7 separate regions of the Mus musculus genome follow, and all the other regions are linked to region 7. A link is a contact called in public HiChIP or PLAC-seq and promoter capture Hi-C data. All regions are on one chromosome and are shown on one strand. Each heading gives the region's core, a stretch centred on a gene start, on an enhancer-like site or on the middle of the called end of the contact. The rest is flanking DNA. Distances are from core to core; before and after follow the strand shown.

What was found. Promoter capture Hi-C pulls out the DNA fragments that hold promoters and counts their contacts. HiChIP or PLAC-seq counts read pairs in DNA pulled down with a chosen protein or histone mark. Capture Hi-C pulls out chosen DNA fragments and counts their contacts.
Region 1: a promoter capture Hi-C map of liver shows a contact between it and region 7, with 3 times the contacts expected there. The contact joins the promoter of B130046B21Rik here to the promoter of Spats2 in region 7. A contact is called at or near these places in 3 of 39 promoter capture datasets (liver and pre-B cells), 3 of 484 Hi-C or Micro-C datasets (all in embryonic stem cells), 1 of 115 datasets of contacts at active chromatin or transcription factors (embryonic stem cells) and 1 of 9 other capture datasets (pancreatic islet).
Region 2: a promoter capture Hi-C map of pancreatic islet shows a contact between it and region 7. The contact joins the promoter of Ccdc65 here to the promoter of Spats2 in region 7. A contact is called at or near these places in 1 of 115 datasets of contacts at active chromatin or transcription factors (bone marrow-derived macrophages) and 1 of 9 other capture datasets (pancreatic islet).
Region 3: a promoter capture Hi-C map of liver shows a contact between it and region 7, with 3 times the contacts expected there. The contact joins the enhancer-like site here to the promoter of Spats2 in region 7. A contact is called at or near these places in 13 of 39 promoter capture datasets (the 3T3-L1 cell line, cranial neural crest, embryonic stem cells and 8 more) and 3 of 115 datasets of contacts at active chromatin or transcription factors (bone marrow-derived macrophages, embryonic stem cells and extraembryonic endoderm stem cells).
Region 4: an H3K27ac HiChIP or PLAC-seq map of microglia shows a contact between it and region 7, with 5 times the contacts expected there. The contact joins the promoter of Nckap5l here to the promoter of Spats2 in region 7. A contact is called at or near these places in 1 of 39 promoter capture datasets (liver), 1 of 484 Hi-C or Micro-C datasets (embryonic stem cells) and 2 of 115 datasets of contacts at active chromatin or transcription factors (microglia and pancreatic cancer cells).
Region 5: a contact with region 7 is called in a promoter capture Hi-C map of embryonic stem cells. The contact joins the promoter of Fkbp11 here to the promoter of Spats2 in region 7.
Region 6: a contact with region 7 is called in an H3K27ac HiChIP or PLAC-seq map of embryonic stem cells, with 5 times the contacts expected there. The contact joins the promoter of Cacnb3 here to the promoter of Spats2 in region 7.

Annotation. Positions count from the first base shown.
Region 1 is chr15:98,804,790-98,808,986 of GRCm38.p6, reverse strand. B130046B21Rik (a long non-coding RNA gene) reads right to left here and starts at 2,672. Exons shown (of 3, transcript XR_003951472.1): 1 at 1,763-2,672; 2 at 665-751; 3 at 1-118. Ddn (dendrin) reads left to right here and starts at 1,062. Exons shown (of 2, transcript NM_001013741.1): 1 at 1,062-1,382; 2 at 1,787-4,197. The coding sequence starts at 1,174. The coding sequence ends at 3,710.
Region 2 is chr15:98,706,841-98,711,180 of GRCm38.p6, reverse strand. It overlaps Ccdc65 (coiled-coil domain containing 65), which reads right to left and starts at 2,987. Exons shown (of 8, transcript NM_153518.2): 1 at 2,645-2,987; 2 at 1,959-2,126. The coding sequence starts at 2,785.
Region 3 is chr15:99,438,378-99,442,655 of GRCm38.p6, reverse strand. The region is part of intron 1 of Nckap5l (NCK-associated protein 5-like); the gene reads left to right. Nckap5los (a long non-coding RNA gene) reads right to left here. Exons shown (of 5, transcript XR_003951477.1): 5 at 1-3,657. Among named protein-coding and RNA genes, the nearest start is that of Nckap5los, 7.7 kb to the right of the region's middle. Within about 2 kb of position 2,010, at least 91 of the 459 cell types and tissues checked have an H3K27ac peak or open chromatin away from gene starts, as enhancers often do.
Region 4 is chr15:99,455,524-99,459,407 of GRCm38.p6, reverse strand. Nckap5l (NCK-associated protein 5-like) reads left to right here and starts at 1,660. Exons shown (of 13, transcript NM_001001884.1): 1 at 1,660-1,776.
Region 5 is chr15:98,725,898-98,729,750 of GRCm38.p6, reverse strand. Fkbp11 (FK506 binding protein 11) reads left to right here and starts at 1,553. Exons shown (of 6, transcript NM_024169.4): 1 at 1,553-1,794; 2 at 2,003-2,068; 3 at 2,453-2,540; 4 at 2,818-2,851; 5 at 3,197-3,267. The coding sequence starts at 1,666.
Region 6 is chr15:98,633,128-98,637,429 of GRCm38.p6, reverse strand. Cacnb3 (calcium channel, voltage-dependent, beta 3 subunit) reads right to left here and starts at 2,663. Exons shown (of 13, transcript NM_007581.3): 1 at 2,217-2,663. The coding sequence starts at 2,261.
Region 7 is chr15:99,124,092-99,128,267 of GRCm38.p6, reverse strand. It overlaps Spats2 (spermatogenesis associated, serine-rich 2), which reads right to left and starts at 1,423. Exons shown (of 13, transcript NM_139140.1): 1 at 1,381-1,423.

The sequences.
Region 1 (4,197 bases), core at 1,423-3,922, 320 kb after region 7:
CTGGTACAGGCATAGGGGGAGGGATCCCGAGGATGCAAGCAGCAACCCCCCAGAATCGAGTGAGTCCAAAAGGTGAGCTGCACCACACCATGCCAGTCAAGTGAACTAGAGCCCCGACCTAGGAAAGAAAGGCCACTTTTATCTTTTCTGTTGCTAGGGGATTTGGCTGTGCCACAGGAGCACTCTAGTCCATCCCCCTCTGTTAGGGTACAAATGTATTTAAGCACTCTATCTGCACCCCACATAAGGCTTGGAAGAGCTGTGTGGGCACGGAACTGTGTAACCCTAGAATCCTGGCTTCTGGGTTAGGGGAGCTAGCCTGCTGCTCAGGGAAGGCTCTGTGGGTGCCCAAGGACACCCATATTTAGAGTAGGAGTCGTCCTGCTGTTTGGTGGCCAGGATAGATGGAGTTCCGCCTCAGCAGAGAAAGCTGAGGCATACAGGTGCACCTTTCTGAGGTCTTGGGGGAGCAGCTCTCCCCCAGAGTCGCACAAAAGCTTCCTGAAAGCGGCACCTCTTCTCTGTACTGCTTAGGAACTGGTTACTCATCTCAGCTGCACCCGAATGCCACCGACACTAAAAATAGCCCGCTCCCCCCAGCTGTGGGCCAGCCTCTCTTGCACCCCAACCCCATGGAAACCAGCAGCGAGTGGCAGGCAGAGACCTTGAGTTCTGTTCTCACCACTCCCTGTCGGAGAAAGGAGTCTGGGCGAGCAGGCAGGAATAGAGAGAGCACTGGTGGTCAGGCAACCTGACAAGCAGGAAAGCAAAGGGTTAAAACTTCGGGAAGGATGAAGAAATGGGGGCTGGAGGAGAGGGCACCGTAAGCTTGGCAAGAATCAGAAGTCTCTCCCCGCCCACTCGCAGGTCCCATTAGGCTTGGGGGACCTGAGCAGTGAGTGGGAAGGGGCGTCCAATCCCAGGCCCCAGGGGGCGGCCGTGCACATGGGGGAGGAAGCAGCGCGGAGCCGTCCACGGCGGCGTGTCACATGCGCGCGCGCTCGCGCGCTAGCACACACTCACACACGCACAGACAGGCACACACGTGTGCCCGGGTATATATAGTTGCCAGTCCCTGGGCCTGCCGCTCTGCAGTGGGCGCCGGCTCCCTGGGTTGGGAGGGGGCTCACGGGGCGGGTGGGAGGGTGGGGGGCCGGGGTGGGGTGGGGCAGGATGCTGGATGGCCCGTTATTCTCCGAGGGGCCCGACAGCCCCCGGGAGCTCCAGGATGAGGAGTCCGGCAGCTGCCTCTGGGTGCAGAAGTCCAAGCTGTTGGTGATTGAAGTGAAGACTATTTCCTGTCATTATAGTCGTCGCGCTCCTTCTCGACAGTCCATGGACATCCAGGCCAGCTACTGGGCCCGTGGGCCCCAGAGCCGCACGTGAGTGAAGGAGGGGTGAGGGGCAGCAAGTGGTGGGGCGGGAAGTGGGGTCCAGACCTCCCCGCTGGCACCAGCAATTGCTGCTGTTCCCTTCTCTTTCCCGCGCCTCCCTCCCCCCACTCGTCGAGGACTGGGGCCTGAATCATTGAGCGCTGTTTAGGGGGACAGGAGTACTAGTGGCAGGCGGTGAGATGGGGGCAGTCGCTGTTAAAGTGTGCATGGAGAGATGGCGAGGAGTCTCATTTCGACTTTAGCCCTAACATATACGCACGTGCACTCGCTCAGACACTCACACGAACCCTCCCACATGGCTGCCCCAAGTGGTCTCCAGTGCTCCCAGCTCCCCGGACCTCGGCTCTCTGTCCCCGCAAACTGCTCACCTGGGTTCCTGCTCATTGTCCCAGGTGTAGGCTGCGCCCGGGATCCCCTGAGCCGCCACCCCGCCGACCCTGGGCCTCCAGGGTGCTGCAGGAGGCAACCAACTGGCGGGCGGGCCCCCCCGCCGAGGTCCGAGCCCGGGAACAAGAGAAAAGAAAGGCGGCGTCGCAGGAGCGGGAGGCCAAGGAGACCGAGAGAAAAAGGCGCAAGGCTGGCGGGGCCCGACGGAGTCCCCTAGGTCAGCCCCGCCCAGAGCCCCGGAACGCCCTTCGGGCAGCCCAACCTACAGGGTTTCCAGTTTTCTCCAGACCAGAGCGCTTCGGGCAGGTGGGGCGAGCGCCCCGACCATCCGTGCTCCCGCAGGGTGACCCAGGGGTTGCATGGGCGGGGCCATGGGGAGGCAGAAGGCCAGGGCCCCCTAGCTACGAGGCTCACCTGCTGTTGAGAGGCTCTGCAGGCACAGCCCCAAGGCGCCGCTGGGACCGGCCGCCACCCTATGTGGCTCCACCTTCTTATGAAGGTCCCCACAGGACCCTGGGGACTAAGCGAGGCCCGGAGCTCTCCCGGGCGCCCACCTCATCAGCCCCAGTTCCAGCCACCACCAGGACAGAGGGAGGGCGCACGAAGAAGAGGCTGGATCCTCGAATCTACCGGGATGTTCTAGGAGCTTGGGGTCTCAGACAGGGACGGGGACTCTTAGGAGGTGCTCCAGGCTGTACAGCAGCCAGAGCTAGGCCAGAGTCTTGCAAAGGGGCTATAGAGAAAAGCTCAGGCCTAGTTGCTGCTGGCCTGAACAGTGCTGGCGATAGTCATTCCCAAGGCAAAACGACTGGCGGTCCAGGCACGGACGCAGCTCTCTCTAGGTCCGCGATCAGCAGCCCACCTCGTCCTGTTCCCAGGTCCAGGCAGCACCTCAGGGGGTCAAGGAAAGGGAAAGAAGGAAGTGAGCAGATATGGCTTCCCACGTGTTGGCTTGCCTCCCCTAAAAAGCCTCCAGTTAGGCACAGCCAGACGCTCCCTAGACCCTGGGCTCCTGGAGGCACCGGGTGGAAAGAGTCCCTGGGTCAAAGAGAGGGGGCAGAACATGAGACCCTGGAAGTTTGGAAGGTGACCCGCCGTGCCCACACCCTGCCCCGCATTTCCCGAGGTCCCGCTGGTAGAGAAGGCATCTTTGTCATTGACGCCACATGCGTGGTGATAAAGTCCCAGTACGTTCCGACCCCTCGAACCCAGCAGGGTCAGCTCGTGCCCTCTGGGGAGTCGTGCAGTGTGAGCGACAGCCTTAGTCAACCCAAGCCCTGTCACGAGGAGGAGGGCGAGGGGGCCGCTGCCAACCCTTCAGTTTGCCAAAAGCGACTGTTGAGCAGTCGAGTCTTAAACCAACCGAGCGAGGGTCGCGAGTGCGAGGCCGAGGTCGGACAGCAGGGGGATTCTTCATTGGAGGAGCGCTCCTCCAGCGGTTTGGGGTTCCCTGTCGGAGAAGTGAACCCGCGAGACGCCCCCACGCAGCCAGGTAGCCAAGAGCACCCGACCTTAGGCCCAGCGGCTCCGGTATGCGCCGGCAGCTTGAAGGGCTCAGAAGCGGCTGGTGTCCCGCGGCGCGCGGGCGGGGGCTGGGCGCGGACTCCAGGGCCCTACGCCGGGGCGTTGCGAGAAGCCGTGTCCCGCATCCGCCGCCACACCGCCCCAGATTCGGACTCAGACGAAGCGGAGGATCTCAGCGTCCATAGCGGCTCCTCTGATGGAAGCGACACAGACGCCCCAGGCGCCTCCTGGCGGAATGAGAGGACCCTGCCTGCGCTTGGGAACACCCGGCCCAGGGAAGGCGGGAAGACAGCAGGGCTGAGCGACAGTATCCGGGAGATTGTGGATGTCATCAGTCAAACCGAGGAAGGCTTCATCCGAGAGGACACCAGGAAAACGCCACAGGGAAATAGAGAGAGGGAGTGAGCGATGCCCCTCTTTGTTCTCGTGTCGCTCAGCCCATCCACCCTGGGCTCACCTGCTCCTTCTCTCTCTCCAGGCTTCGTTTGCTTCCTTTTCTTCTTTCCCACCTATACCTGTTCCCACACTTGAAACAGAGGAGAGAGGAGGAACCAGGGAAGGTAGCGTCTGCCAACTCAAGGGTTAGTTTCAGGGAAAGTGTGGGTGGGCCATCCACACCTGCTACATTCGGTGTGGAACTGTTCCGACAGAGAAAGAGAAGGGGCAGGGATGGTGCCTGCGATGGGCAGGGCAGGGTCCCTGACAGGAGAGAAAAAGTAATGGAGAGGCCTTGAACCTAGTGACTGAGTGGAGGAGACAGAGGAACTTTGGGCAGAGAAGAAATGAATGCATACACACAACCAGCAACCTGGCGAGAGGGCTCTCTTTGATGTTACAACTCAAGTTTCAATTCCAACTCTGCCACTGACCTAGCTGGTGGACCTCAGAGTAA
Region 2 (4,340 bases), core at 1,738-4,237, 420 kb after region 7:
CTCCGGCATAAGTCCGGCCATATGTCAGGACTAAACAGAAATTCGGGGCCATCAGTAGGTTTCGGAGAAGATGCTGAGGCTCAGCACTGGTCATGAGACCGACAAGCAAAGCAAGCGTGTGCTGCCCAGGGACTCTGTAAACCTCTGGTCCCCAGCATCAAGGGGCTGGACGTGCCACCCTCACCTGACAAACCTCATCGATGTCCCCCCACAGCCCCCCAGATTCCCAAGGCTTCTCTGGGAAGGGCAGCAAGGTGGCCATCAAGGTCACCAATCCCAAAGCCAGGCTGTACAGGGAATACAGAGAATAGAAGGCCCATACACAGGCTTTATTTCTGCTTAAACCACAGGAACTTTAAAAGTGGGAGGTGGAGACACGCCGAGCCAAGGAAGCAGTTAAACCTAGGGAGGTAGAAGGAAAGAACTGATGCCACAAGGTTCTCTCTGACCTCCACGGGCATGTACCGCCCCCACACATACCATACACACAGGATTTTAAAGATTTATCATTTATACAGCATTCTGCCTGCATGTGTCTGCCGGCCAGAAGGGGGCGCCAGATCTCATTCTAGATGGTTGTGAGCCACCGTGTGGTTACCGGTAACCTCTGAGCCATCCCTCCAGCCCCCATACCCATAGGTTTTAAGAAATGGATGCATCAAAATCCCTTAAAAGATGAGAGTGATTCAGGAATTTCTTAAGAGCATATGCAGATCCGGGCTGATGGCACCTCCAATAATCCCAGTTTCTGGGAGGCAGAAATAGGAAGATTGCTAATTACAGCCATCTGGGCTACACAAGTCTGTTTCAGTCTCCTGTCTCTCTCCAAAAGAGCGTTAAGATGGCTGATTGAATGGTTTGGAAATCCAGAGTTGCTCTTACCTCTGTGAGGGAGGGCTTCCCGACCTTGTCCAGAGCCTCTGATGTTAAATCAAGGAGGCCAAACTGTTTGAATGAGGCAGTGGACTAGGCCAAAGCACCTACACAGGCAGGTGGATCTCTGTGAGTTTGAGGCCAGCCTTGGCTACATAGCAAGTTTCAGGACAGCCAGAGTTACAGAGTGAGACCCTTCAGAAAGAACAAAATATCCACACGAGAGTCCTCTCGGCTTCTGCCTGGAACTGGACAACCCTGGATAGGTCAGCTTCCTTCTCTGGAACTGAGCCTTCGGATACTGAAATAAAGGCGTGGGCCTGAGTTCAAGTTGCTGGTGATGCTGGCTGCCCCATAGGATTCAGAGCCTCTAAGGTAGGGGAGAAGAGTTACAGCTCAGAAATTCCTTTCTCATCTCAGTGACAGTGATTAGAACCAATAGGCCACGTTTGTCACAGCCTGTGCCTGGTGAAGGCTTGAAGGCTGATTAGGTAGATCCAGCTGTGTAGCTCACACCTGCCACTCCAGCAGTTGGGAAGTTGGGGTAGGAGGGTGGGGAGTTCACGGTTATCTATCCTGTTACGTGTGAGTCTGAGGCCATTATAGGAAAGCATGGCTTTGTCTCAAAAGTAATAATAATAGTAATAACAATAATAGGATACATGACTTTGTCTCAAAATAATAATTAATAATAATAGTAACAGCAGCAGCAATAACAACAATAAATAATAAATAATTCACTAGGCCCATTCTACCTAGGAAGGTCTGGAAGCCATCCCCGCCTGCTCTCTGGAGAGAGTGCATACTTTTTTTTTTTTCCCTTTTTCCTTTTCCTTTTCCTTCTTTTTTCCCTTTTCCCTTTCCCTTTTCTTTTTTCTTTCTTTCTTTCTTTCTTTCTTTCTTTCTTTCTTTCTTTTTTTTTTTGGGGGGGGGTCTTTTTGAGACAGGGTTTCTCTGTGTAGCCCTGGCTGTCCTGGAACTCACTCTGTAGACCAGGCTGGCCTTGAACTCAGAAATCCACCTGCCTCTGCCTCTCGAGTACTGGGATTAAAGGTGTGCGCCACCACGCCCGAGAGGGTGCATACCTTGATGACGCTGTCCTTACAGTCCACCACGCGTTCAAAGGTCTGGCTGAGGATCTCGATGTCTTGGTGAAGCTCTCTGGTCTTCACCTCCCTGAGGATGGTTCTCCACTGCGTGTTAATCTTATTAAGGTTTAGAGCGCTGTTGTGTTCTTCTTTGGCCAACTTGTCCTGAGGGAGGAGTAATCACATGCGTTTCAGCCAAGGCGAAAGGTCCACCTCGGTGCTATCGATACCACGCTGAAAAATACCAGTCCCCGTGTATTCTCACAAACAAAGCCCTTGGCAGCCAACACTCGGGGGCTCCTGTTTGTGGTTTCCAATGAATGGGTTCCCTTCAGGGTGAAGCATCAGAGAAGAGTTTCTAACGACCCCACTCCAGACCCAACCTCAGAATTCAAGACAGCTGAATTTGGACACCTGACAGCATCCACTGTCCTAATTCTGGGGGCTCGGTTGATACTGCCAAACTCAATTCTCCCCTCCCCCATGTTTCACAGAGAATGCCCTAGGCAAAAACCAATGTTGTCTGAAGCCCATGTATTTTGGGACCAAGGACTTCAGAGGGATAGGAAAGGATGAAAATGAGCCTGCCACAAGGACGCGACCCCAGGCAACGGTACCAGTGCATGGGCGGTGGGTTTGGGGGTTTGGGGGTTTGGGCAGGACACACTGCAGACGAGCATCACCTTCAAGAACTGGGTGAGGAGTCTCTCTTTCTTCTTGGCTGCCTCTTCGTCAGCCAGCATCTTTTGCTGAAATATAAGCAGCTGATCTTCCTCGGACAGGGGTGCCTTGGGCAACTTGGGCTTTTTTCCTTTTTTAGACATGGCTGGGCTGCGGACTGGGTCCGGGCAAGGAGCCTCTGCCTGCTGCTACGAGCCACTTGTGAGGAATTAGAAAGAAAAACTTCCCATAGACAGGGAGGGACCTTCTGGAGCTAAGGTAATGGGGCCTTAGACCTCTGTCCTCCACGCCAAGAGTGCTCAGGCGACACCCGACTCCCAGCTGGAGAACAGAAAGACGCATCTTGTCTCCTAGCAACAAGGACCTTCGCTAAGACCGCGGGGTGAGAAATAGGGAGGCAGCATTACTTCAGCGCCCCCTGCATGCCGGAGGACCGCAGTCAGTTCTTTTAAGTAGGCTTTTTTTTTTTTTTTTTTTTTTTTTAAATCAAGAACCCTAGTCTCTCTTAAAAAAATAATAAATGTCTTCAAATAGTTTTTCCATTTTACTTTTTAATTTGGTGTATGCCTGGTTTGTCCACGTGTGTGTCTGAGCACCGTGCGCATGCCTGGTGCCTGCAGAGGTCAGAAGACAGCATCGGATTTCGTAGAACAGGTCAAAACCACTTACACATACATACAAATAATGAGATGGTTCACTGGGTAAGGGAGGTACTGCCAAGCCCAATGGTCTGAGATCACAAGCACCTGGAACCCCAGTTTCAGGAGATCAAAACACGCCTTTCTGGCCTCGGTGGACGCTGCATTAACGTGCACAAACACACATACACATAAAATATTTAAAAATATTTTGTAAATTGTCTCCTTAGTGATAGAGAGATGGCTCAGAGGCAAAGAGCACTTGCCACTCTTGCAGAAGACCTGGGTTTGGTTCCTAGCACCCACATGGGCAGCTCATGACTGTTCATAACTCCAGTCCCAGGGGATCTGACTCCCTCATCTGACCTCTGTGGACATGGGGTAGACACATGGTCCACACATATACATGCAAGAGAAACGCAAATACACATAAATAAATCTTACTAAAAAATTAAGACAGTGTTTCAGTGTAGCCCTGGATGGCCAGAAACTCACTGTATAGATAGAAATCCATCTACTTCTGCCTCGCCCCACATCCCCCACCCCCAGTGCTTGGATCAAATGTAGGAGTCATCACTTCCAGCTTAAATTTGTTTCTCTCTCTCTCTCTCTCTCTCTCTCTCTCTCTCTCTCTCTAAATGTGTGAGTGCTTCATTTGCATGTATACCTGCTTGCCTGAAGAAGGCATCAGACCCCATGACAGATGGTTGTGAGTTGATGGGAATTGAACTCAAGATCTATGGAAGAGCAGCCAGTGTTCTTAACCGCTGAGCCATCTTTTCAGCTCCTTTTTTAAAAAAGATTTATTTATTTATATGTAAGTACACTGTAGCTGTCTTCAGACACTCCAGATGAGGGAGGTTGTGAGCCACCATGTGGTTGCTGGGATTTGAACTCCGGACCTTCGGAAGAGCAGTCAGGTGCTCTTACCCACTGAGCCATCTCACCAGCCCTCTTCAGCTCCTTAAAAAAAATTTTTTTTTAACCCTACTTTTCAAGGGCAAAATCTGTGGCTAACAAAAAGATGTACACCAGTGCACACTCCCTCCTAGGAATATCT
Region 3 (4,278 bases), core at 761-3,260, 310 kb before region 7:
TTTCCCTCTCGGCTCTGGATGGCTGTTCTGGACGGGATCCTCTGACTGTACAGTAGCGTGGTTGGTAGAGGGTTCATCCCTTGGCCTGATCCCGGGACTGCAAAAACAAAACTAAAAGCTAACCAAGCGTGATTCTCAACCAAGCATGATTCTCCAGCCTTTTGATATATGATCTCTATGCTTTCTTTCTAGGGAAAGATTTATTTAGTCTGTATTTTCATAGGCTTCAAACCATTGCTTTAGGCCTGTGGCAAGACAGAAACGTGGTAGCCAGGAAGCCACAGGAAAGAGGCCTCTATGCCCTCTGGCTACCCTTCCTATGCTGTGTTAGAACTGAGAGTTTAAAATGTTTATTCTGTTCACTTAAAGGTCAATGAGATGGCTTATCCTGGTAAAGGCATTTGACACTGAGCCTGACAGCATCTGGAGTTTGATCTCCAGAGACCTTAGGGTGAAGGAGAGAGACGACGCCCAAGAATTGTCCTCTGACTTCCACACATGCGCCTTCATGTGCATGCAAAAACAGACTGTTAGGCAGGCAGGTGTAAAAGCAGGTATATTGAGATGGTTTAGTGGGCAAACACTTGCCACCAAGCCTAATGGCCTGAGTTTGACACCCAGGACTAGAAAGGAGAGAAAAACAACTTTTGGTAGTCAGTTCTGACCTTCATACATGCACCAAAATGAGAACACGTGTACATGCATACACACACACATCGTCATTGTCATCGTTGTAATAGTAATTACACCACCTAGTTGTGCCCTTAATTCCAGTACTCAAGAATCAGGTAGCTCTCTGAGTTCAAGGCCAGCCTGGTCTACATAACAAATTCCAAGCCAGCCAAGGCTATATATTGAGGCCCAGTCTCAAAACAAGCAGACAAACAAATAAACAATACAGTGAAATAGAAATGTTAGAAATAATAACCGTGATGCCATATCTTATGAAAATAATTATATGTCCTAAAACAAAAGAGTGGAGAATGCCCGTGTTCTTACTGCTTGCAAATCTGGTGTCTGACTTTGTAGAGAGCAGAGAGATCCTCTTATCTGCTTCTGCGTCGTGGGAAGGGCCCCTGGAGAAGGTGGCGAGGAATGGGGGTAGACAGTGTCATGACTGGGGTCCCCAGGCCACTCCGTGAGAGTTACTCTTCTAGAACAATCTCTACATAGTGGGAAGGAACCTCTTTCTGAGAGACTGACTTGCCTGAAGTCACATAGCATCTCAGTTGTGCAGTGGGCTAGGCCTTACCTCTCTCTCTGCCTTCTGGTCTGATATTTTTTCCATCTCCTTAGCTGGGTTGGCTTAGCTCTTGGCTGGCCTTTTGGGAGTGGGGCCTCGGCTGCTTGGCTGCTGAGCCCCTGGTGTGTAGTCCTACAAATAAACCCATTGTGTGGGAACCCCTTCCTTCTCCCCACCTCCAGCAGCTGTTACCCTTGGACAGGGAACAGGAGATCTCTGAGCGCTGAGATGAGGAAGGTTGTAATTCAGACGTCTTCGAGGGGCTAACAACACCCCACACTGCTTGAATACTACACTGTAGGAGAAGCCTGGTCCTGCTCTTAGTTGGTTTGGAAGAACCTGCAGTCTGTGGTGGGTTCTTGGGGTACCCTTGAGTGGAGCTGGAGGGAGGATCCAGTAGGCATTACTGCAGAAGGGCCATTGTGTCTATGGACCAGCTTGGGGGACGGCCGCACTTTCTTGGCTTCTTTCCCCGTGGAAGGAGTGAATCCAGTTGGAATCCTTAGCTACTTTGAGCCAGAAATTAAGTGGGCTCTCTCAGGTCCCACCCTGTGACTGCCCACACTCTCTGCAAACCGGGGTTACTCTTAGCTTGCTCTGTGTCTGCTGTGGGTGCAAAGGTTGCTGTTGATAAGTGGACCCCTGGGTGTGACAGGCTGGGATTCCAGAGAGCAGCTGGCCAGGGAGCTGAACTGGCTGGTGTCACTGATGATTCTTTAAGTAAAGCCCCCATCCCTTCCTCCGTGCAGCTGCTCACTCCTCCCCCACCCCCTGCCCCTGGCTTTTCTCCCAGGAGGACTGTTCAGGGAACAGCTGGGGAATGAGGGGCTCCTCAGGGCCAGAAGGCCTTGGCTGATGGCCCAGGTGAGCAGAGAGAGAGAGAGAGACCAGGCAACCATGCTTCACACACACACACACACACACACACACACACACACACTGGAGAGGAGGGGCTGGGGCACTCCTTGGCTGACTCAAGGTCAGTATGGCAAGATCTGTGTTTGAGGTGCAGAAACTGTTGTCTGTCCTAGCCTTCTAGATTTAAGGGGGTGCAGGGCTGAGGGCTCAGTGCTTTGCATGCACAAGACCTGGCTTTGGGTTGGGGAGATAAAGGCATTTCTCTGTTGGCTTGTGGTAGGGTCTACTGTAGTCCGGACTGGCCCAGTTCTCCTGCCTCCCCCTTCCTATCCCTGGGTTACAGGCATGAGCCACCAGACTTTGGAGTTTAAATTTTTACTCTGTTGTTTTTTTGTTTTTTTTAAGGTTTATTTATTTATTTTATGTATGTGAGTACACTGTCTCTGTCTTCGGACACATCTGAAGAGGACATCAGATCCCATTACAGATGGTTATGAGCCACCATGTGGTTGCTGGGAATTGAACTCTGGTCCTCTGGAAGAGCAGCCAGTGCTCTTTAACTACTAAGCCATCTCTCCAGTCCTAAAGTTTTTAAAGTTTTACTGTTTGTTCGGGTTTTCTTCTTTCTTTCTTTCTTTCTTTCTTTCTTTCTTTCTTTCTTTCTTTCTTTCTTTCTTCCTTTCTTCCTTCCTTCCTTTCTTTCTTTCTTTCTTTCTTTCTTTCTTTTTTCTTTTATTTTCTTCCTTCCTCTCTTTCTTTCTCTTTTCTTTTCTTTTCTTTTCTTCTCCTTTCTTTTTTTAAGTTTTTCAAAACAGGGTTTCTCTGTGTAGCCATGGCTGTCCTGGGACTCTCTGTTTACCAGGCTGGCCTCGAATTCCCAAGTGCTAAGATTAAAGGCGTGCTCTGAAGGCTTGTTTCTGAAGGCTACTTTAGGGGAATATGTTCCTTACCATTCTGTCTTGTTTTTTAAAGACAGGCTCTTGCTCTAATCCAAGCTGGTGTGTCATATCTCACCACATAAGCAGTCCTCCTGCCTCAGCATCAAGATCACAGGTGCAAGCCACAGGCCTGACTGGCCAGACACTTCTCAGCAGTTTTCTCTTCCTGTCTCCCTGTTGCCTGAGAGCTTTCTGCTTGTCCTCCCTCCCCCTCCACACACACTAAAGTCACTTCCCTGTGAATCAGGCCCCTTAAGAAGGGAGGAGCCTCTTGCTCACCTTTCTAGCAGAAGCTTCCAGTCACATTAAGAGTCTCCAGAGCCAGTCTCTTCCCCACTACCCAGCCTGGCTGGCAAGGAGTTCTCTGATCCAACCTTTCTGATGCGCTGTGGAACCACACAGGAATGTTTGAAACTGGGGCCATCCTGGGATCCAAGCCTGGGTTTTCCCAGCAACTGGTGCGACTAAGCCCCAAGGGAGGAGGAGGAGAGTGCTTGGCCGAGGCTCAGCGACATCCCACATGTTCAGCATCTGGGGAAAAGACTTCTGCGGCTTCATTTAATGTAGCCCATTGTCAGGAGATCCAGGTGACCCTGTCACTATGCATCCTGGTGTTCCCTAGAGGGCCACAGGAAAGGTTTCGAAAAATCTTTAACATTTTTTTCAAAAGTAAATGACTATCTCCATGTGTCTGTCCCAGGCTGGCTTTGAACTCATGACACTTCTACCTAAGCTTCTACATGTTCCAGGCTTGTGCCAGCACATCTACCTTCTCAATAAACCCTCCACTTCCTAGGATGTAAGGTTGCTACCCACCATGCCTGCCAATCCAGGCCCACGTGGTAGAAAGAGAGAACCAACTGCTTCAAGTTACCCGCAGAGCTGACTTCCATGTGTGTGATGTGGCATATACTCAGGCACACAGACACACAAATGTAATACATACACATAGATGTTGATGCACACAGACACACAAATGTAATACATACACATAGATGTAGCTGTGCCCCTCCCCAGCACCAGTTTAAGTGTGGAGCTTTTCCTTGGACTCCTCTCCTGTGTAGCTGACAGCTTCTTGCTCTCTGCTAGTGGCAGCCTACAGACTCCACCCTGGGTTGGCCACGGCCTCTGGAGCAGGGTGCTGCATCGTCTCTTCCACAGTGGGAATGACTCAAAATTTTCCTCGAGGCAGCCATTGCAGAGAGCACTGCAGGAGCGACCGTTACTCTCACATAGTCT
Region 4 (3,884 bases), core at 411-2,910, 330 kb before region 7:
GGGAGTGGAAGGCTGTGGATTTGGCTCGGCACCAGAGTGCATGCTTGGTGTGTGCATGCATGCTCTAGGCCTGGTGGCACACCTGCGGTCCTGACACCCAGTACATGACACCTGTGTCCTGACACTGGGGGGCAGAGCGTTGGAAGTCTGCCTGAATTGCACAGCGAGACCGGAGGTGGTGGTGGTGGTGGTGGTTGTTGTTGTTGTTGTTGTTGTTGTTGTTGTTGTTGTTGTTCTTCTTCTTCTTCTTCTTCTTCTGTTGTTGTTGTTTAATCCAAAATGACTCCCTTATATAAATGCTCATTCTGTTTTCCAGATAAAACCTCTTGCATTGCCCCCCCCCCCCTACAAAAGAGGATTTGCTTGCTATCCCACTCTGGTAATTAGCTTCTTGCCAATCACTTGTCTTTATTCCTGCCTGGGTCCTACTCAAGTTCTCCATCTTTAGACTCCCACTCTAAAATGCCTTCTTCAGAGAGGACCCCTTAAATGCATCCCAGCCAACCTGACCACCCTACATTCTTGTAGGGCACCCGTTCTTTTACTGGACTAATTTTGCTTTAAGTCTCATTTGTACACCTAAGAGAGAAGCAATATTAATAAAATATACAAAGTGTCCAAAGATACCTCTGAATTCCCCTGTGTGCGCATCCAGGCCAGTTAATACAGTGCATATAGCTGAGGATTATAAGGTATCCACCGAAGGGCAAGGAAGTGTTTAAGGACCAAAATGGAGACAGAAGCTATAGGATCATGACAAGTTCAAGGTCAGCCAGGCCTATATCATGAGTTCCTGGCTAGCCAGAGTTAGAGATCCTGTCTCAACCAATCAGTAACAACAAACAGACCAAGGACAACCGTACTGAGCTCTTAAGTTGCAAAGGCCTGCAAGAGTTAGCTTGTTTCCTCCCGGTTAGTGAAGTGACTGGACTGTACTTTCTTCTTCCCTGACAGAAAGTAGCTAAAAACCAACCACAGTCTCTTTTTTCTGCACTACAGATCTACCTGCCTCTGCCTCACAAGTGCGAGGATTTCTCATGAGCAACCACGCCTGGGTCTGCCTTGCTTCTTAAACCAGCACTGCTTTCTACACATGTGCCTGTTCCTCGCTTCCAGTTTCCAGATTTCTGGGAGGTCCCCGACCTAGAGATGGAAAAGAGAGGCGGGTGCATTTCAGGCCAAGGAGACACTCAAGCCTCTTCCTGTAGATTTGCACCTAACACGTATGCAGCAAATTACAAACACGCTCTCAACCACATACACGTGCACGCCCAGACCCACGGAAGCAGACGCGCATGCCCGTGGGCCCGCGCAAACCTACTTAGTTTTCTCTGTTCTAAATGCCCCGGCTCCAGTCCCACTCGGCCGGGCCTGGCATCCCGATCCCCAGCACCAGGAGCACCGGGAGCACCGCGAAGGCTTTGCAGGTCAGCTCCGGCCTGAGGAAGAGTGTTTCTCCGCAGGGGGGAGGGGAGGGGAGGCCCTGCCCACTCGGGCGGAAGCGGCGCGCGCCGGCCGGGCAGACTTAGCTCTCGTCCTGGGAACATCTGGATAGAGCTGGGAGGGGCAGGCACCCAGGCTGAGCGTGGATTGGCTGAGCGGGAGGAGGGAGGCGGGGTCTGGGCGAGGGGCGGGGCTCATTGGCCCCTTTAAAGCCTTGACATCAAGAGGTGGCTCCGGTACCCCCCTTTTCCTGCACCCCCCTCGCCCTCCCGCCCCCGAGATGCGGCCATGGACCCTGTGGACCAAGCCAGTCGAGCTCAGCACCTGATTTCGGTAAGTTCAGGCCTGTTTGGCATTTAACGGGCTGAGAGGTGGGGGGCCGCACGCCCCGGGTGGGGGCCGCGGAGTGTGGAGTGAAAGGCTCTCGTGGCAGCTTTGGCTGGAAGGGGCAGCGAGCGAGGCTTCCGGCCCACACCTCGACGCCTGCCGGTCCCTCGCGCTGCACTCTCCCAGGAGGGGTCCTGTTGTGACTTTGTCCACCCCCCCACCCCACCCCCTCCCGCCCCCTGCGCCATCCTCGCGCACACTCGGTGGCCCCGGAAGGGAAACTTTCGGGAGTGGGGGGATGTTCCGGTGGCGGGTGTCCCTCCCTCTTTGAAAGCACTGACCTTGCCCCCACTGCGCATCCCACCCTCCCCGTATCCCACGGTCCCGGTAGCGTTTAGCGGTGCTGGGTTGCGGAGGGAGGGGGCTCTCCCCAAAGCGCAGGCGCAGACTGCAGCCCGGGGCACCCCTTCGCACTCCTTCCAGTCCCTGTGGCCCGGGGCTGTAGGGCGTGGGGGAGGCGGGGAAAGGCGGAGTGACCGGGTCTTGGGAACCACCCTGCTGAGGCTCTGAGGGGCTGTGGGAAGAAGGGAACCCGACAACCTGCATGCTGAATAGAGGCTGAGCGAAGGAGATGGGTTGGGCTGGAGTAAGGGACAGGGCAGCCCCGACTGAAAAGGTTTCTGGGTTTGGGCTGGGGTGCTGAAAAGAATGCAGAGAATTTATTTGTGCCTGACATTCCCTTGGTTTAGCAGGCCCAGGAGAGCGGCAGTTGGGACCCCAACTCCCTCTTTTTATATCCTGGGCGGAAGGCCCCTCTTGTCTCTCTAGCCTTGGCGCTGTCCCAAGGGCACAGAAGGCCTTCATCTCCTAAGCCTGGTTTTCCAGAGGGCTCACATGAACCCACCCAGCCTGCCCAACAGCTGCTTTTTAAAGACCGCCTTCCTCAGGAGCTGGAGGTTTTAGGCTTGAAGGCTTCCTTAGGTTTGGAGGCAATCTTTGATTTCCCTCTCCGCCAACTCTCCCGTTCTCCAGTGGGCCCTCCTGCTTAAACACAATTGTCAGCCAGAGGAAGTGGTTGGAGACAGAGGCCGGCAATCAGGACTGGTTTGAGGAACCATGGGGAAGGAGTCTCTCACTATTGTGTGCTCAGGCCTCTGAGGGGAAGTGAGCATTGTACAATTGCTTTGTTGTAGACCCTCTTCAATCTTACAGGACCCCCCCCCCTCCCAATCTGGCCTGAAAACCTGGCTCTCAGATTTTTAAAACCCATCCCTAGTGTGTGAGCAGAGTTCCTTGTATTCCCACATAGATTGTTTGGTTTTGTTTCCAGCACCTGTGGTCTACCTAAGGTGTCTTTGGCTGTACAGTATTCTCCAGCTCTAGCCTTTGGAAGAGTCGGGCTTCAGAGAAGGGATGCACTCCACCACATGGCAGAGAATATTCGTGTATGTGCACTGAGTTGCTGTCAGGATGGCCAGAGTCAAGAGCCCTGGGCCCTGGTCTTGCAGCCTGCGCTGTGACCTTGAGCAAGATGGTTTGCTTCTATTGAGCATAGTTTCCTTCATCTTCAGAGCTCAGCAGTAGGACCAGAAAGATCTAAACCTCCCATACACACACACACATACACACACACACACACACACACACACACACACACACAAACATGCACAGAGGTGGTGACTCGAGGGGTGAGGGGTGAAGGGTCCTCCAGCAGGCTGGCTCTGTTAAGAGAGCTAAACTGCTGGGCTACAGTTTATTAGGGTTAGCATTTTGGATTGAGAAAAACAGAACTTTGTTCCGCCCGTGAATAGGCCTTTTCTGCTCACCCCGGTGCCTTGGGGTATGAACTCCTGCTGGCTCAGGTTCGGCCCACCCATCAAGGTGAGACATCATGACTGGGCCAGTCTTTGAGTTGGGTCTTTGGGGAGGGTTTGAGAGAGGAGGAGGCAGCCAAGGGCCAGCAGGGTAGGCAGATTCCCAGCAGACAGTTTGCATCTCAGCTGTTGGGACTTGTTTTAGGATCCAAGCCAGGGAGGCCAGCACATTCATCCACCCTCTTGTGGGAAGAAGGCAAGGAGGGCCCCACTGCTGTTGCCCATCCTACCTGCTGTCTC
Region 5 (3,853 bases), core at 304-2,803, 400 kb after region 7:
GCCATGCTGGGGTTCAAGGTGTGCACCACCCTATCCCACTGTACCAATTCAGGTTCCAGTGTTTTGTTTTTGTTGCTTCTTTAAAGAGAGTTTGACTGTGTAGTCCTACATGGCCTGAAACTCAGGAATTTGTCTGCCTCTGCCCCCTGAGTGTTGGAATTAAAGGTGTGTACCACAACATCTGGAAGGCAGGGTTTTGCTTTTTTTTTTTTAAGATTTATTTTTATTGTGTATATGGACACTAGACGAGGGCATTGGAGTCCTTGGAGCTAGAGTTACAGACTTTTTGAGCCATCTGATGTGTGTGCAGGGAATTGGTCTTTGGAAGAGCAGCAAACTCTCTTAAGCACTGAGCCATCTATCCAGCCTCTGACAATGAGCATTTAAAAAATAATTCCTGGGTTAGGGGTGTTAACTAAGGCGCTTGCCAGGTATGAGCAGAGCCCTGCCTGGACTGGATCCCCAATACCACAAAGCCACCCCCAGAGAACATGAGAGCTTAATTAGAATGATAGCATTATATATGGAGGCACTCGCTAATGGGGCTGGAAGAGGAAATCCCAAAGGAAACTGGTTGGGTATTAGAGATGGAAGAAATCTCAGAATGTCGGTACAGGAGAACCACCAAGACAGCCAGGTCAGGGAGGTCAGGTTCTTCCAAATAAGAGGAAGTGTGTGTTGGGTGTGTGTGTGTGTAGTCTGAGCTGCTGGCCAGACACACAGGTGGAATTGTGTTTACAACCGGTATCAATGCTAAAGAAGACAACGAACCAAGAAACAGCCTGAGAATAAATATGGTATGGAAGGACACCATGCCAGACAGCCTTTGAGTGAGTGACCAGGAGCTGGGTACCACAGCTTAGGTTGTCAGTGAGTGTTCAGACCATGAAATTCGAAACTGGTAAGGCTGCCTAAAATTACTTGAGCCCCCTTTAAAAACTGAAGTCCTTGCATAAACACAAGACTGGTGTCCGTGCTGCTGTTGTGAAAAGGATTTGTGGAAAACAGGAAGGAAACGCCATTGCTGGTAGGAGAAGATCTGTGATGGATCACTTTTTACAGGAAGATGCCCCGTAATGCTTCCCAAGACAGGAGGCTGGAGAAGCCGCCAGCTCTTTCTGGACATACCCGAGAGCAGAATGAACAGGAGTGTGAAGGGTCAGCCGACTTGGACACCTGCCTCTGGGCTTAGTGGAAAGGGACAGATCTTAGAAGACCGAGCAGAGCACAAATGCTAGCCCTGTGCTTGAGTACTGTCACCAGTTGCCATGTTAACCTTGGGCAAGTGCCCTAGCTATGAAATGGGGACAAGTGTGTGCCTCCCTTTCCTGGCCATTCGCAGGTTAGAGACAAACGAACGCCCCTCTTTACAGTTGGTAATGGCAAATATGTGCTATTACATGATCCAGCCGTCGTCATGGGTCAGAAAGACTGTTAGATGGGTCACCATCCGCGACCTCCATCACAGGTTAGGGAATTCTGCAGTCTCTTCCCCTCTAGGAGGTGGGGACAAAGTGGAGGGAGGGCTGCAAGAGGAGGAGGAGGAGGAGCTAGCGCCTTGAAAACCCGCCCATACCAGTCTGGCCTGGAGTGAGGGAACCCGTCCTGGTCGCGTGCACCCGAACAGCCTGCCCTGGTATCCTGGTGCTCTGACCCGGTCCAATCATGACCCTGAGCCCTTTGCTCCTACCACTCCAGCTGTTACTGCTGCTACTGTTCAGTGGGGCGGTGTGCCGGGCTGAGGCTGGGCCAGAAACCGAAAGTCCTGTCCGGACCCTCCAAGTGGAGACCCTGGTGAGGAGACTGTGGTGCCACTCCCCTCCCCCCACCCCATGTCCCGCCGTTCCCCTTTACGGCCAGGGATCGCGGGGAAGCCTGGGACTCTAAATGGTCCTGTGAGAGTGAAGAGGAAAGAAGCGAAGGAACTGAGTTGGGGGAAAAGGTGCTGGGTCTCCAGAGGAGCTTAGGAGGAGCAGCCTTGACCCTTGTAGTCTGATCGTAGGTGCAGCCCCCTGAATCGTGCACGGAATCTGCTGCCATTGGAGACACGCTCCACATACACTACACGGTGAGGGGCTTGGGGGTCCGGGGCGTGGCCTGGGAGGGGCGGCGCCCGGCTGAAACACGTCAGCTTTGGCTTGGACACGTGGCAAGCTATCCTAGAGAACTTGAGTCCTAGGATCAGCCCGCACGTGGGGGCGTCCTCTCGCCTGCTTCTCTTTCTTCCTTGTTTTCTGCCGATTCCTCTCCAGCGCTGAGAAAAGAAGGATAGAGAGAGCTCCAAGAAGCGCCAGCCCCGTGGGGCTTCCTGTTCCTTCTTGCCCATGGTGGTGGTGGGTGGAAGGAGATGGGGACAGGACACAAGTTTGTTAAAGGGGTTGCTTCCTTCCGGGTGGTCCCAAATTGTGGGAAGAATGGTGGGTTTAGACCCACCATTTTTTTTTGTCTTCAGGGCAGTTTGGTAGATGGACGCATTATTGACACTTCTCTGACCAGAGATCCTCTGGTCATAGAACTCGGCCAAAAGCAGGTGATTCCAGGTATGTGCCCCGTGCCTCTGACCTCTCCCTAGCCTAAGCCCTTGCTTGCTTGCCGGCTGTATTGCTCTGGAACAGCCGCTAGAATGAAAAGGATCCCAAGGCTCTCCCGCTACCTCAGACTCCACTTCTAACACTCTTCTTGCCCCACACATCACTGCGGCAGAGAGTCTGAGAAGTGGAGCTAAGCTCATTTGATGACGGGGAGCCTTTGATTTTCCTCTTGGGTACTGTGGGGAAGATATGTAGCTTCTAGTTCAGTTTTGCCTTCTTCCTCAAGGTCTGGAGCAGAGCCTTTTGGACATGTGTGTGGGGTGAGTATCTGAAGGCCGGGGCCTGACTGCTCCTTTTTCCGGGTAGAAGGTTTCTCTGTCATCCCTTCTCCAGTGGCAGGACGTTGTAGAGTAAAGGGCCCCTGACTTCATACTGGAGAGGTGCAGGTTAATGGGAACCCCCCCCCCAGGGCATCTCTCCAGCTGTCAGTTTTGTTGGGGGAGGCTGAGTGCTGTGGGGAGATTGGTGACTTTGCTGATCCACCTGTCAGGTGGAGAATTTCATATTTTGGTGTCGCTATCTGAGGAGGGGGGTAAGGCACTTCAGATGGGCTGAGGCTGCCAGCTCACCCCCCTCCTGCCTGCAATCCCTGTTCCTTCCCTCAGAGAGAAGCGAAGAGCAGTCATTCCTTCTCACCTGGCTTATGGAAAGCGAGGGTACCCGCCATCTATCCCAGGTAACCTAACCAGGCCTTTCTCCTGCCTGTCACACACAGTCCCAAGAACCTCTGCTCTGTCTCGAGCTTGAAAAAGTCCAGATCAAATCTCAGGAAAGAATTGAGCTGGGGCTCCTCCTTCAAGGCCACTTTTTCTCCAGGAGAGGCTATAAAGCACCTGTGAAGGCCACCTGACCTGGCTGTAGACAGCTGGTGACTTTTTGGCACCGGCTTGAGCCACGTGGGTCCTGCTGCCTACACTACTTATCCCAGAGCACCAAAGTATAGCTGGCTACTTGACCTTGACTCCTAGAATTCACCTTCACACGAGATTCTTACACCAGTGTTGCCTGTAGGGGGCCCTGGAAGAGAGTAGGGAGGACCAAGCAAAGTCTTTCTGTTTTTTTTTTTAATTTATTTATTATTATACATATATATTATGAATATAAGTACACTGTAGCTGTCTTCAGAAGCACCAGAAGAGGGTATCAGATCTCATTATGGGTGGTTGTGAGCCACCATGTGGTTGCTGGCATTTGAACTCAGGACCTTTAGAAGAACAGTCAGTGCTCTTACCTGCTGAGCCATCTCGCCAGCCCCACAAAGT
Region 6 (4,302 bases), core at 1,414-3,913, 490 kb after region 7:
CCCAGCCCTTCCGGTGTGCAAGAGGGCTGGTCAGCTAGGTGTTTGGCAGCCCTGGAATCTGAGCTAAAGACTGTGTCTATTGTAAACCAAATGTCTTGAGGCAGCCCCAGAACTGGGTAGCGGTTTGGGGAGGCCTTTTGTTTTGCAGAAGTACAGGCCAGTCTGCTGCCCCCCTCTCTCCAACCATGGGAGAACAAGACCTTGACATGGGGTGAGGGACCTCACTCCCAGAATGTAAACGCTAGCTGTGAGGTGTGGCTGGCAGAAGATAGAGATAGATAGATAGAGACCAGCAGGTGAAAAGGGCCTTGGAGGATGACCACCTACGATCAGATACTTCCTCAGTACCCAGCAGGTATTGGGAGAAGTGTAGCTTCCACCTCCCCAGATCCAAGCTCTCAGTCCAATTTAGTCCTTAATGCCTTTGGGGTATCTAGGCTAGGTGAGCTCTTAACCCTAGAGATTGACAGGGTCTCTCCTTAAATTCTTTAATGGGTTGTGATCTGAATGGAAGCCACTTTCCATAATTCCCATGTCCTGGGGGGTTGCATACGCTGGTCTGGTACCAGTTAGAAAGTAGGTAGCATTCTACCCTGCAGAATGGCAGGCTCTTACTTCCCCACCCATTATGCCCCCAAAGCCAGAGCGTCTCAGTACTCTGGAGCTGCTGGAGTTGGCACAGTGCCCTAGTGGTGCCCCCCTTGCCTGGTGAGTGTGTGGGCAGGCTGCAGCTCCTCTCTTGCCTGGCACAGGGGAAGAAGAGGAGGGAGATGAGCCCAGTGGATTTATTTAGAGCCTGATCTCCCTCCTACTGCTTCAGAGGGGGCCTCGGGGAGAGCAAGGAGCTGGCGGGAGGAAGGGAAGTTGGGGGGGAAGAGATCTAAGAACCGGGGAAGGTCAGGAGGGAGCAATGGGTCAGCAGGCCGCCCTCAAATAACATCCAGGTATCAGTCTCCTGCATCAGCCCCGGCTTCTCACCAGGGATGAGAAGGTAGCTCCTCGGGCCCTGCAGCCCCGCAGAGAGGTCTCTCCTCCAGCTTATTCTGACTCCCAGGGCTATGCCAACTGTCCCTTCAACTGTCAGAAAGAGGTGCCCACCAGAGCCTTCAGAACCACCTCTCTGCTCTCCCTTGCAACGTAATTAGCCCCAGAGCCCCATGGAAAATTGGGTCCTGAAGGAGCCTGGTCCCAGAATCAACTGACTGACACATGCCTGCTCTGAGGCTCACCACTCCTCTTTCCTGGGCCGGAGATAAAAGGCTCGATTTAATCCTGTCAGGGGACCCTTTCAAGCCCTGTTAGTGGTCCTTTCCCATATCGAGTGGGATGTCTAAGGGGAGACTGGTGACTCCATGAGGCTCTGACACTGACCCCCCCCCCCAACTCTTGTCCCATCTTTCCAGGCAGTCTTTCTGCTCTCTGAGCTCCGGGAATCACTGTCTAATGAGCTGATTTGTCTCAGTGGGTCAGGAGATAAAAGCAAAGAGAAGAATTAAATATTTATTGGTTGCCTGGTTCTCGGAGCAAAGAGCTTCCTTCCCATCCCCATGCCCCTGAGCTCCCCTGGCCTCACCTCCAGGCCCTCCTCTGCAGGGGGCTAGACTGAACACAGTCTGATGGCCCACCCCTGTGGTTGGTGGCCTTTCCAAGAAGCTGAGCTAGAGGCAGTGGTGAGTGAGAGCAGTCAAGGCCATGCGCAGGGGGGGTGGGCAGAGAGGAAAAAGAGACCAAGTTCTAGAATTCCTGTCTGCAGAGGCTGGTACGCGAGTCGCTAATGTTCTTCCAGCTCCCTAATTTGTCATTTACTTGAGGCACAAGTCCGGAGTGTCTCCCCCGGAGCTCAGCTTTCCCTGTTGTGTTCAGACCCCATGAACCCAGGATACGGAACTCCAAATGTTCCATGTTCGCTCTAAAAACCTCGGTGTCGGGGCCTTCTGTCCTCCCCTCCTCAGCCTCCTATGTCCTGAGCTTTGGGGCCACCTGCTCGAGCCTTCCCCCTACAGCGTCCCTGTGCACACACCGGAGTACCTGGGATACCTGGCTATGAGAGACCATCTTCCCACTTTCCTAGAGAGCCCCCCGCCGGCTTACGCGCGCTGCCCCGCTCGCTGCCAAGGCGTTTTTCAAAGTGCAGAACTGGGGGAAGGGTTGAAGAGAGAGAGGTGTCATCCCAACTCCCCCACCCCCACCCCCCACCCTCCCCCGCGGGCACTCACCGCCTCCGAGTCCTCAAACCCGGGCACGTAGGAGTCGTCATACATGGGGGAGTCCGGGGTGGGTGGGGGGAGCGAGCGGCGCCGGGGGCGAGGACGGCGGGCCGCGCCCGAGATGCCACCGAGCCGCGCAGCCCTGCGGGCGGCGGCGGCGGAGAGCGCGAGCGCGAAGGAAGGAGCGAGCCGCGAAGACCAGCTGCTCGCAGCTCAGATCACCGCTCCCCTCCCCACCCCCCAGCCCAGCCGGTCCCACCCCGAGCGCGCCAGCGCGGCTGAGGAATCTGCCGCCGGCTCCCACAACAATAGTGCCCGCCCACCTGACCCCCTCCCGGGAAGACGCGGGCGGCGGGGGCGCGGCAGCCAGGGGGGACCCGCCGGGGCCGCGGAACCGGGCGCACGCGAGTCGGGAAGGTGGGTCCCCGGCACCTCCGGGGCCGGGGCGGCGGGGAAGAAGGGCGGAGAGGCTGCAGGCGGGGCGGATCCCGGCGGGGAGGAGGCGGGGCGAGGAGAGATGCAGAGACAGGGACTCTCGCAACCCAGGAACTGCTCCGCCGGGAAACAAAGGGCTGGCGCGGGGGAGGGGAAGGGGAGAGACGCCGCAACCAGACGCGAGCCCGGTGGAGAATCGAGAGGGTGCGGGCGGCGGGGAGGATGGCTGGAGAGAGAGGAGGACTGGAGGCAGGGAGAACGCGGAGACAGGAAAATGGAGATCTAAAGGAGGACGGACAGCAGATGGGGAAGAGGTCTCAGGTGATCCGGCAATGTCAGCTCTCTGCAAGTCCTGGAGACACCCAAAGCAAACCCCGCAGTGGTACTAGGGAGAAATGGTTTTGAGCTCCCAGACCCGTGCCATGAAAGCAGCTCCTGCCCCAACAGGTGCCCGGCCCTCTCCGTTCCGGGCTGCGGTAAAGGGCCGACCCTTAAGAAGGGGGAAGTTCGGGGACGGTGGCTAGGCCTCCCCACACCTGTTGCACGGGCAGATTTTATCCAAGTTAAGCCGGGATGGAGATTCTCTTCTTCACTTCCCTGCCAAGGATTGTGCCAGACATTGCCAAAGCATCCGCGGGAACTGGGGCAGAAAGGGGCTGTTTTAGGTGAGCTTAAAGGGTGGAGCAAAGGTGCGATCCTGACGCTGAGGTTGGGAAGGAAGAAGGGTAAAGCCTACCGCTTTGCAAAAGACCAGAATTACGTACGGTGTGCAGGATGCTGGTTCTAATCATCCAGCACCAGTCAGCGCCCTCCACCCCCACCCCGCCATTCGAGGAAAGAGTCGCAATCTCTGAAGAGATCTTCTAAAAGCTGTCATCATTTGAGCTCGCTCCCTTTTTACATCCCTCCCCCCCCCCCCCCGACCAAAATTTTCCTTTTGCATTTTAACCTCCTGCTTGGGCATCCCAAGAGGATGTGAGGCAGACACCAGCCGTGCTTGGTGTCTCGCTTTCTCAACTCAGCCCTTTGCCACTTCTAGCTCCTGAAACCCCGGAGGGTGTAAGTTCAGGACACTTGCCCACCCTTCCGGTTACAATTGGGAAGGGTTCAAGAGATCTATAGAAGGTTCTGTGCGGTAGAAAGGAGAGGAAGACCACCCACCCAAGCCAACTGGCTTCCCACCTATATCTTATCTTCCTGTTCCCTCGGTAAGAAAAAGATGGGGGGGGGGGCTCATCTAATGACACCCTAGTCTGTCTCCTGACTGAAGGACCGGCAGGCAACTTTATTGGAGCCCTTGTGTCTGAGGGCACCAGCTGCAACTGGGGGAGGCAGCTTCCACTGCTCCAACCCAGTGTGTTTGAGGGTTAGTTCGATATCTTCTGTGTCCCCAAGTACTGCCTTGTCCTGTACCATCCTTTTCCTTTGTCTCCTTAGTCCCCTCTCTCCTCCCAGAGGGTGGAGAAGTGTCAAAGAGTAAGACCCTTCTGGCTCTCTTCTCCTGGAAGAGGGTCCCGTCTGGAATCTCCTCCCCTGGCCTCTCTAATTTTGGGACTGTCCACCCACCCATGGGGATCCCTGGACTGTTAGGCAGCAGATTTGCTATCAGCCTCACGGGGACCTTGTTGTCCTCATCCCCAGCTGGGACAATGGTGTCTAA
Region 7 (4,176 bases), core at 174-2,673:
TATGAATGCATAATGATAATAATAGCTTCAGAATCAGTGATCTTCCAGTCAGTGCTGTATCAAATTTGGCCTGGAAATTAAAGTATAAAGAAGATACAGGCCCAGCCTCACAGCTGTAATCCCAGCAGCTGGGAGTCTGAGGCAAAAGAACTTTACTTCAAAGGCTAACTGGGGTTACACAATAGGTCACAAGCCAGCCTAGGTTACTGATAAAGACTAAGACCACCCCCAAGGGGGGAGTCTGGGGGGGGGGGTGGAATGCAAAGTCCATAACCCTGAAATACTTATTCACAGGACTCCCAAACCACCTTAACTCAAAAATACGAGAATGTGGAGGCAGTTTGACCACTAGGAATCAGCATCCCTGAACAATTTCTAAAAACAAAAAACCGAAACTCTCTTCCCCCAAGCACAAAACCAGAATTAGAAGGTTTATGAACATTTTTTTTTCAAGCCGGAACATTTCTCAATGGGAAACAAAAATTCCAACAAAGGACAGACAACTTAAATTTAAAAAGAAAAAAAAAATCACAGTTATTCATTACTTTTCAAACCAAACATCTTCAACTCCGCAGTATCGCTGACCTCGCTCATGGTAGAGTACTGCCGGCAGTGTGTTCTCTCTTGCTTCAATAAATACGGAGAAATTATATACAGTAGTCTGCTGAGCTGATCGAGAATAAATATTACAGTTTTGCCTTACAACAAAATGAACTATAAATAATAATAATAAAATTACTGGGAGAAGGGCTTGCATGCCTTAGCAAGGGGCCAAGACTAACCCACTCCCTAAAAAAAAAAAAAAATAGAATCATCTTGGATGAATTAGGAGACGAAGACCCTCTAGTGCACCTCTATCCTAGGCTCTGGTTTAATTCAAAACCAAACTCGTATTTCTTTGCCTCTCTTTGCCTTTTCTAGTCCGGTTTCCTCTCAAATTCCGAAATTGTCCTTCTACCCTTTAAGTCCCATGATGGCACTTGCGTCCTGACACAATGCAGAAGACTTTACACATGCCCATCTCGCCGTACTTCACATTTCAATCGACCCATTATTTCATTCTTTCCGATCCCGCACGTAGTTTCTGAAATCTAGGACCGCACACACGCTCTCGCCAGAGTCCCCCTCACTCCATTGTTTCTCCGGCCTATCCTCTGGAAACTCCCCAACTCGGACCCGTGTGCTTCGCTCGCCCCTTTAACCCCAGAAACCCGCGGCCCTCTCCACACTGCGGGAACCAAAGGGCTCCCGGTCCCCCTCCTCTCGGTACCCCAACCCCCAACAACTGCCCCTTCCCTCTTTCCCCTTCCTCGAGCCCTCCCTCCACCTCCGGCCCCTCTCGCCCCCGCCACCCACTTCACCCAACACCCCCAGCCTTACCTAGCCCGGGCTCCCTGCAGCCGCCGCGTCCCCCCAGTTCCGGGCTCTGCGTTCCGGACGCTCCCGGGTCTGGGATGAGGAAAGAAGAGCCTCCGCCTCCTCCTCGCCCTCGTCCTCGGGAGCCGCCGCCGTCGCTGCCGCGCTCCTCCCCCAGCTCGCCCGAGGCCCGACGCCGAGCCGCCCCGCCCCCACCGCCGCCTTCCCCGCGTCCCTCGTCCGCCGGGCGGCCGGCAGAGCCTCGCAGGCGCGGCTGGGGCCGGAGTGCCCGCGGATCCACAGCGACCCTCGTCCGCCCGCACTCGCGCCGCCGCTCGCCCCTCTCGCCCCGCCTCGGAGCCCGCGCGTGCGCGCGCGCTCGTACTCGTGCATGCGCCCCCCGCCAGCCGGAGCGCAGGGCGCGCGCTCGCGCCGGCGCGACCCCGATGCGCCGCACGCGGGAGACCGGAGCCGAGGGGACCGGGGCGCGCGGCCGGGTTACCGCTCCTCTCAGGCGCTCTCCCTTCGCGCGGGGTTCGCGCGCCTGAGTTGCGGGAGACGGGGAATTAATTCACTGAGGGGTTGAAGGAGCGGGTCAGGGGCCAAACGGGAAGGAACGGCGGCGAGACGAGCAGGGCGCGTACTCGCGTCCGCGTGCGGGAAAGGCGACCTAAAGCGGCCGGGCTAGGAGTGGGCGCCAGCGTGCCCCTAAGTGACGAGCCGAGCGGGAACTGACGGAAAGAGCCGAAACTCACCGGAGGTGGCCGAAGATTCCCAATGGGATCCTAGAGCCTTTCGCTCCAGGTCTGCAGGCACGTCCGCCCTCTCTAGCAGGGAACAATTCAGCCGCTCACTCCCTTTAACTTTGCCCGCCTCCGGACCTACCTTCTGCTCCTAAAGGTTATTTCAGAGCCACCTGGCCACCCAGCCTGATGGGAGAGGTTCTGGAGAGAGGATGTGCGAGCGAACGACCTCACACTTCCTGCATCCCTCTACGTGGCTGTGATTAGGAAGGGCTGTTGTCGAATCTTTCTGTTAAATACCTAACTTCGTAATCAGGGCTCGAAATCTCCAGCCTCTCCAGAGCCAGATCATCGCTAGTATTGATGTATCTTTTGAGTTAGTGTCTTACCGGTTCTGATCAGGAGAGAGAGGTTAGGAAGGGCATGTCCAACCACATTCAAGCCAAGGAACTTAAATATGAGACCTGTTTTGGCGGTTATTTTTAAAATCTAAATAGTGAACTTTGTGGAAGACAATCATGTCACAATATCAAAAGGTTGGATACGCCTGGTAGAGGCTGAGTTTTCGACTAAATCATCACTGAAAATATTCATCACCATCTACTTCTCACTTCCTTTGAAGCCAAGCAAAGGGGCTTTGAATAGTCAGAACCACCTCAAGTGCGTGCTTATAGATGTGTGCTACAGGCAGAGCACAGTATATCCATATGTTTTATCACTCCAGTCTTAGATCATATAATTGACCATGGGACAGTATGTGTCTGCCAAGTCAGATGTCTTCATCGGATCCTTGTTCTTTTTGCTGTGCACTGTTTTTATTTTTGTTTATTGTGACAAGATCTGGCCATGTAGCTCTCTGCTGGCCTCCAACTCTGGAACTTCCTGCCTCAGCCTCCTGATCACTAGGAAATCCGAGGCTTATACCGTGCTGGAAGAGCACTGCTGCCCCTCCCCACCCACCCCCAACCTTAAACATGCTAGGCGCAGTTCTTTTTTCATGTAATGTTAATATTTTTTGATTGATTGAACTTGTGTGTCTTGCCTGCGTGTATGTATACCATATACCTGGTGCCAGCAGAATTCAAAGGAGGACAACAGATCAAGACCTGAAGTTCTGAATGGTTGTGAGCCACCCTGTGGATTCTGGGGATCAAGTTCATAACTGCCCTCCCCTGGGCACCGTTCTTTATATAAGAATAAAAGGTATTGGGCCGTGTACAGCAGCACACACTATAACTGCAGCACTCAGGAGCCTGAGGCAGAAGGATTGTGAGTTCGAACCCATCCTGGGATGCATAGCAAGACACTGTTTTTAGTTTTTAATTTTTTTTTTTAGATTTATTTATTTATTATATGTAAGTACACTGTAGCTATCTAGGACACCCCAGAAGAGGGCATCAGATGTCATTATGGATGGTTGTGCGCCACCATGTAGTTGTTGGGATTTGAACTCAGAACCTCTGGAAGAGCAGTCAGTGCTCTTAACTGCTGAGCCATCTCTCCAGCCCCTAGCACTGTTTTTTTTAAAAAGAAGCAAGTTACTGGGTGTAACAGTACATTCTAATCCCAGCACTCAAGAGGTGGGTGGATCTCTATGAGTTCAAATCCAGCCTGGTCTCCATAGTGAGTACCAGGTGCCCAATTTTTTGTGTTTCTTAACTTTGCACAGATAAAAGTTAAAGAATTTGGAGCCAAACCAGTTGTGGTGATGCACATCTGTATTTCCAATACTCAAAAGGCTGCGAGTAGAAGAGGCTCAAGTTTCAGACCAGCCTGAAACTGTATAGTGAGCTCTAACAAGCCTGAGATAGAGCAAGGCTCTCAAACTCCGGAAGTGCAGGCTGAAGAAATAACACGGTGATTGCATGCAAATGCACTGCTCTTCCAGAGGAGCTGAATTCAGTTCCCAGCACCCATACCAGGTTGCTGATAACCACCTGTAACTTTAGCTCTGGGGGCATCCAGTGCCCTGGCTTCTGTGGGCACCCGCACTCCTGTACACACACACAGAGACACATACAAATAATTTAAAAAAATAAATTTACCTGGGCATGGTTGTAGTCCCAGCTTTCGGGGG